2 separate regions of the Pan troglodytes genome follow, and region 1 is linked to region 2. Evidence: chromatin contacts called from public Hi-C data. All regions are on one chromosome and are shown on one strand. Each heading gives the region's core, a stretch centred on a gene start, on an enhancer-like site or on the middle of the called end of the contact. The rest is flanking DNA. Distances are from core to core; before and after follow the strand shown. Region 1 has its middle 270 kb from the start of RGMA. Region 2 holds the start of RGMA (repulsive guidance molecule BMP co-receptor a).

The links. Hi-C and Micro-C count contacts between places; a contact is called where the count stands out from the background.
Region 1: a contact with region 2 is called in a Hi-C map of stem cell-derived neural progenitor cells, with 3 times the contacts expected there. The contact joins the enhancer-like site here to the promoter of RGMA in region 2. A contact is called at or near these places in 1 of 7 Hi-C or Micro-C datasets (stem cell-derived neural progenitor cells), 1 of 1 datasets of contacts at active chromatin or transcription factors (stem cell-derived excitatory neurons) and 1 of 1 other capture datasets (stem cell-derived neural stem cells).

What each region holds. Positions count from the first base shown.
Region 1 is chr16:85,160,443-85,163,328 of NHGRI_mPanTro3-v2.0_pri, reverse strand. No RefSeq gene overlaps it. Among named protein-coding and RNA genes, the nearest start is that of RGMA, 270 kb to the right of the region's middle. Within about 2 kb of position 1,603, at least 4 of the 24 cell types and tissues checked have an H3K27ac peak or open chromatin away from gene starts, as enhancers often do. A contact at or near this core is called in stem cell-derived neural progenitor cells and stem cell-derived neural stem cells, where this site is marked.
Region 2 is chr16:84,885,962-84,888,661 of NHGRI_mPanTro3-v2.0_pri, reverse strand. RGMA (repulsive guidance molecule BMP co-receptor a) reads left to right here and starts at 1,367. Exons shown (of 4, transcript XM_510608.8): 1 at 1,367-1,672. The coding sequence starts at 1,659.

The sequences.
Region 1 (2,886 bases), core at 354-2,853, 270 kb before region 2:
CCGGGCTTAAAATGCTAGTTAATTGTAGAGAGGATAAAATAAGAAAAAATATAAACATTATCTGGTACATGGTAGATGCCCAATAAATGGTAATGTTATCCACCCTTCCCTGTTACTCCTTAACTGATGGACATCTCCTGCTACAATAGGCTTATTCATCCTTTTTCTCATTCTCTTTCTTCTACTCCTACTCCCTAGCTCCACTCCTACCCTCTGATTCCTTCCCCTTCCCAAACCAACAAGCCCCAGAGTGCAAGCCTCCAAATGTCAGTCAGCACGGACTCGGCCCACAGCATATGGCCCCACACAAACTCCCCATGATCTCATGCAGTTGGACTGTTATTTTTACAGACTGGTATTAAGAAGCGTAAACCAGGAATGTTTTCAGCGCTGTCACACTGGGTATTCTCAGGCCTGCAGTGCAGATGGAGCGTTCCTAGAATTTTATGGTACCACACGTGGGCCTCTGTGCTCTTCTTCAGACCCCAGGCTCTCCAGGGTCTGGAGGAAAGCATCGGTGGGCTCCTCACTCCACTCTGCATTCTCTCCACTTTGTTTCCCACCAGGCATTCCCTGCGCTAGCCACTGCCCTGAGAGAAGGAGTAGATTGGGGATCCAGCAGCTCTCTAGCGAGCCATCAGGGCACCTGCTGTATGAGAGTCATTGGCTGTGTAGCATGTGACCCAGGAAGCGGAGCTGCTTGTTCCTGACAAGCCACCCTGCTCTTCCACAAACAGAAGCAATAAGCGGGGCATGGAACAAGGCTGGGGAGGACACGTGCTCCCACCTCCCAACCGCCATGGAGGCAAACAACAGGAATTTCACAACTGCGGGACATGTACTGGAATTGTCACAGCTTCAATAAATCACCTGTGTAAACCATGAAACATAAGCCATGTATTTTGTCCTGTAATTGTGTAGACAGATAGATATATAGGTATAGCTATAGATATAGATACATAGATATATAGTAGTCCTCCCATCCTTTCATTATACACGGTTTCACTTTCTGTAGTTTGAGTCACCTGCGGTCAACCGCAATCCAAAAATATTAACTGAAAATTTTCAGGAAAAAAATAATTCCTAAGTTTTAAATTGTACGCTGTTCTGAGTAGTGTGATGAAATCTCTTGCTGTCCTGCTCCAACCCACCTGGGTTATGAATCATCCCTTTGCCCGGCGTTTATATAACATTTGTTTTCCCAAAAGTAGAAGAGAAAAGCAAAGAAAAGGTATAAGCACTCTGGTCTAACACAAGGGAGGATGAACACTTCAGTAGCAAGTACCTCCCCCACTGGAATTCTCTCTCTCTCTCTCTTGCTCCCTCCCTTTCTTCTCTCCTCCCTCCCTCCCCACTTCTCTCTTTCTCTCCTCTCTCTGTCTCTCCCCCTCTCTGGTGTGGACTCACACAGCTTTCTTCGCCCATTACACGCATTTCTGAATCTCAGTGGCTCAATAATTTGCTGTCATCCGCTGTGGTTTCTTTCTCAGTAACTGCAATTATTTGAAAACAATGTCAGCATGAAAGTCTTTCTTCTTTCTCCCTGGCAACCGCTCGGGGCTTTGCTCCTCACATGCCCTGTCTTGCTGCCTCTCCCGCCTGACTTTGCTTCTTTCCCTCCTCCATCTGCCTCGCCCCTTACCCGGCTTACAGTGTCCCTGGTAGAGAAGGGACAGAGTGACCCGTGTCTGTACACAAGGAGCAGCCACTGTACCCTCGTGCACTGTAAGTGGGTTCAAGGCCAAGATCGGCAGGTGTGCCAACCAAGCCCCCAAATATTTTGGCAATGCCACGAGTATGTCACGAAGGTATTCCACCATGGCAGGCCCCAAAAGGGATACACAGATGCTTCTCTACTCTTTGTCCTCTCCCTCACTCAGACCACACAGCAGAACAACTTCAAAAACATTCAAGGAATGGTTCCCATTCTGTGGTCTAAGGCCTCAGAGCTCCTTAAACGGAAGACAATGCTCGTAAGTCCTTTCAGCATTCCAAAAACGCTAATAAAACCCATGCACCGGCTCATAGGGGATGGCCCAGGCTGGCTGAATCATCACATTTCTCTGCCTTGGTCCAGCACAGAATTGACACAACCTGAGATCACTGGCAAAATCACAAAGACCAGAGCCCTGCAGAGAATAAGTGCATCATTTACCAAACAAAAAGGAAAGTAATGATTACTTAGCCAACTGCTGTGTTTAGTGAACAAAAGTGTTTCTAAACACAGGACCAACAGGCAAATAATCTTGAACGAAATGGTTCTTAATAGAGAAACAGTCAGAAATCTTTGACTTCAACCTCATTCTAAAAGACAACTGGGTAGCTGTCTCAATTAAAGATACTGTCCATGTGACGGTGAAATGACAGACAGCAGCTGCTATTAGTGTGAAACTCCATGGCTTCCCAGGAAAGGGCACGGAAGGAGTGAATATCTTCATGATTCGCTATACCAAGCACTGGGAAATAGAAGAGTGACAACTTCTACCTGTTGACCCACCAAATCCCCAAAGACCAAGGATGAACACAGATGTCCTCGTTTTAACTGAATCATCTCTAAGGGACTCCAAAATGAACAATACAGAGAAATGCAGTCAGGATCACCACAGAGCTTGAGACTGCAGAGGTGTGGCTGAAAAAGGTTGCACTCTCTAGAACACGCTTGGAGTCCCGAATGCCTTTCTTCTGCTAGCCCATACAGCTTTGCCATCATCCAAAAAACTCCTGAAATCTCACCTCCTCCATGAACCCCAGATGAGTGATGATGAGAGAAAGTGATTCTTTTGTACCTATCACTTTCCAAAGACCACACAAGCCCTGCATATAAAATATGCACATGTCAAAAATAACAGGCCATATTTAGCTATTTTTCCTACTCAAACCTGATAT
Region 2 (2,700 bases), core at 118-2,617:
GTTATTCACTGAATGTCATGGCACAGAATGTCAGGGCAGGAAGACCACACACACACACACACACACACACACACACACACACCCTACTATTCATAGATGAGGAAACTGAGGCCCAGCAGAGCTAGATGACTTGCCGAATGTCAGAGCTAATTCTAGAAACCCATCCCCAATCCCTTCCTGCTAAACCACTTAATTTTATTTATATCCCAGCTATACAAATACACTTGACAAATAAAACGGAGAATATTGAGTTAAAACCACATCTCTGAAGACCACACGCATAAATAACGATCGTGTTTTAATGCGGACGATACCTTTTCATTTTGCAAATCCAGAGTTCCCATCATATCAAAATTCAAGACAGTTTGTTCTGTAAGAAGGGGAAGGTCATAACCCTGTCTAGAATGTACTGGCAAATCTCTCTAACCGTGCAGTGCTAACTTGGGCCTGAGCTGTGTAACCAGACCGACTTCACGCTCCAGCTGGGGTTTCAGATCCACACATGGCGACTGGGTGGCGCTTTGCTGTTTCACAGCAAGGGTCCTTCCCTGGGCTCCCGGAGCCTCTGGGGATTTACTGCTCCCGACGTGGCCGTGTTCTCGCCACTGTGTGCATGCGCTTAATGTTGAAAACATTCTTTTGAAAAGCCCAGGAGATTCCACTCGCAATCTGTGCGTGTGTATGTAAAAGCGCAGAGACTGGAAAGAACCGCGGCGGAGCACACCCTGACCGAAGGTTACCGCGGGGGAGCCGCGGCCGTGGGAGGGAGTGCGATACGGTCTTTTCACTCTAGACACTCCTGAGTTATGTACAATTCTACGCAAGAATGTATGCGTGTGTTAGCATGTAATACATATGTATTAGTTTTTTCAGGAAGATTCTTAAACAACAACAAAATCTCTATAGAACAAAGGTGCGTCTCCGCAGAGCGCAACAGCATTTGTCTTGGATGTAACCGCCTTCTCCAGAAATCTCAGAGGAACTCCCCTCGACCACCGCCTAACTGAAGGACACTGTGCGCTCCACCGCAACCCTGCGGGGGATTTGGAAAGTTGGAGGCGCCCCGGGGAGTCGCCGCACTTGCCGCCCGCGCCCCCTAACCTGAGCATTCAAGGAGTCTTGACTTGGCCGCTGGCGCACTCCGCACCCACCCAGCCGGTGCTGATGCGGGAGGGTGGGGCCGCGGCGGGGCGGGGCAACGCGAGCCCGCACCCCGCTCCTCCCCGCCCCTCCCTGCCGGCCCCGCCCGCGCGCGCCCCCCGCCCGCGGCCCGGGCGCCCGGCCCGCCCCCTCCCCTCGGCGCGCAAACGAACCTCGCGACGCCGCGCTCGGCGGCGGGCGGGGGCCGGGCGAGGGAGGGGGCTGGTCCCGGCCGCCCCACTCTGCAGTTGTCTCCCGAGCGCTGGCTGCGCCGCCCGAGCCGCTGGGCCGGGGAAGCACTGGCCGTTCGCTCCCGGGCCGGCTCCGCCAGGCGCTCGCAGGCATGCAGCCCGGGAGTAGGAGGCGCTCCCCGGGCCGCTGCTGAGCCGGCCGGGGCGGCGGGGACCAGCGCCAGCGGAGCCCCTCCCACCTTGCCCCAGGGCAGACGAGCGGCGCCCCGACACCCCCTGTTCTCCCGCAGCCCCGCCAGCGCCACCCCCCGCGGGCCGCAGGGGCTCATGCAGCCGCCAAGGTAAGCGCGGGTCGGGAGCCGGGCGGACCCGGCTCTGACATCTCCGAGGCGCCGCCGACACTTGCCGGGGCCACGGCGCTGCTTTGGTCTTCCCTCGCCCCGCGTCTCATCTTGCTCCCATCTTGCCCACATTTGGAGCTTTGCTGCGCCTCGATCGCTTTAGCTGTTGGCAGCAGGAAAGTTTTTGTGGTTTGGTGTTTGTTCTTTTTTCCTAAAATACTCTCCCCCGGGCAGCCGCCAGCGCGCGTGGTTGGGCAGACCCGGCACACGTCCCTTACACCGTGTGCGGGCTGGGAGCTCCCTCCCTCAGCCCGGCTCGCGGAGCCCCGGACGGAGCCGGCCACCCGACTGTCCCGCCGTGAACCCCCATTGGCCCGCGCCGCCCGGGCCCCCGCCTCCCGCTCGACGCCCGGCTGCGGAGCTGCCTGGCGAGCTCCTGCCCTCGGGGATGTCGGCGCAGTGCACCGCGTGGGCTCGCGTCCCGGCGGCCCTTTGCCTCGGCGCGCCGGCGTACGGGAAGGTGCGGACCTTGGATTGAGGGCCGAGGATGCCCATTGCCAAGCCGCCCCCGCGTTCCTAAGTGGACGGGTGGGCACGGGCGACGATTCAGCGCCGGCTCGCGCCGCAGCTCAACCCAGGGTACAAGCCCGGGCATGGGGGACAGGTGTATTCAATGGGAGGGCGGGTGTGGGGGACGCTTGGGTGCAATTCGGGATTGTGTCTTATTAATGTAATTGTATTAGACTTGCTCGGAGGTAGAATCAGTTCTCCCAAATTGAGATTTCTAATGGGAGCCTGTGAGCTGCTATTATGTGGTGTGGTTTTGGGAGGTGTTGGGTTGTATTTATTTTATAAATTGGGTGTCTCGCGGGCGGAGTAGGGGAAGTAGCGCCATCTAGCGGAAGTGGTGAGCTGTGCATTCCTCTTAGGCTGCGAAGTTGGGTGTTCCCAAAGTAGTCTCCCGCACAAGGTGGAGAGGCGGGAACCAGCCCTCGCCTCCAGGAAGGAGGCTACAGAAGCTCTCTGAG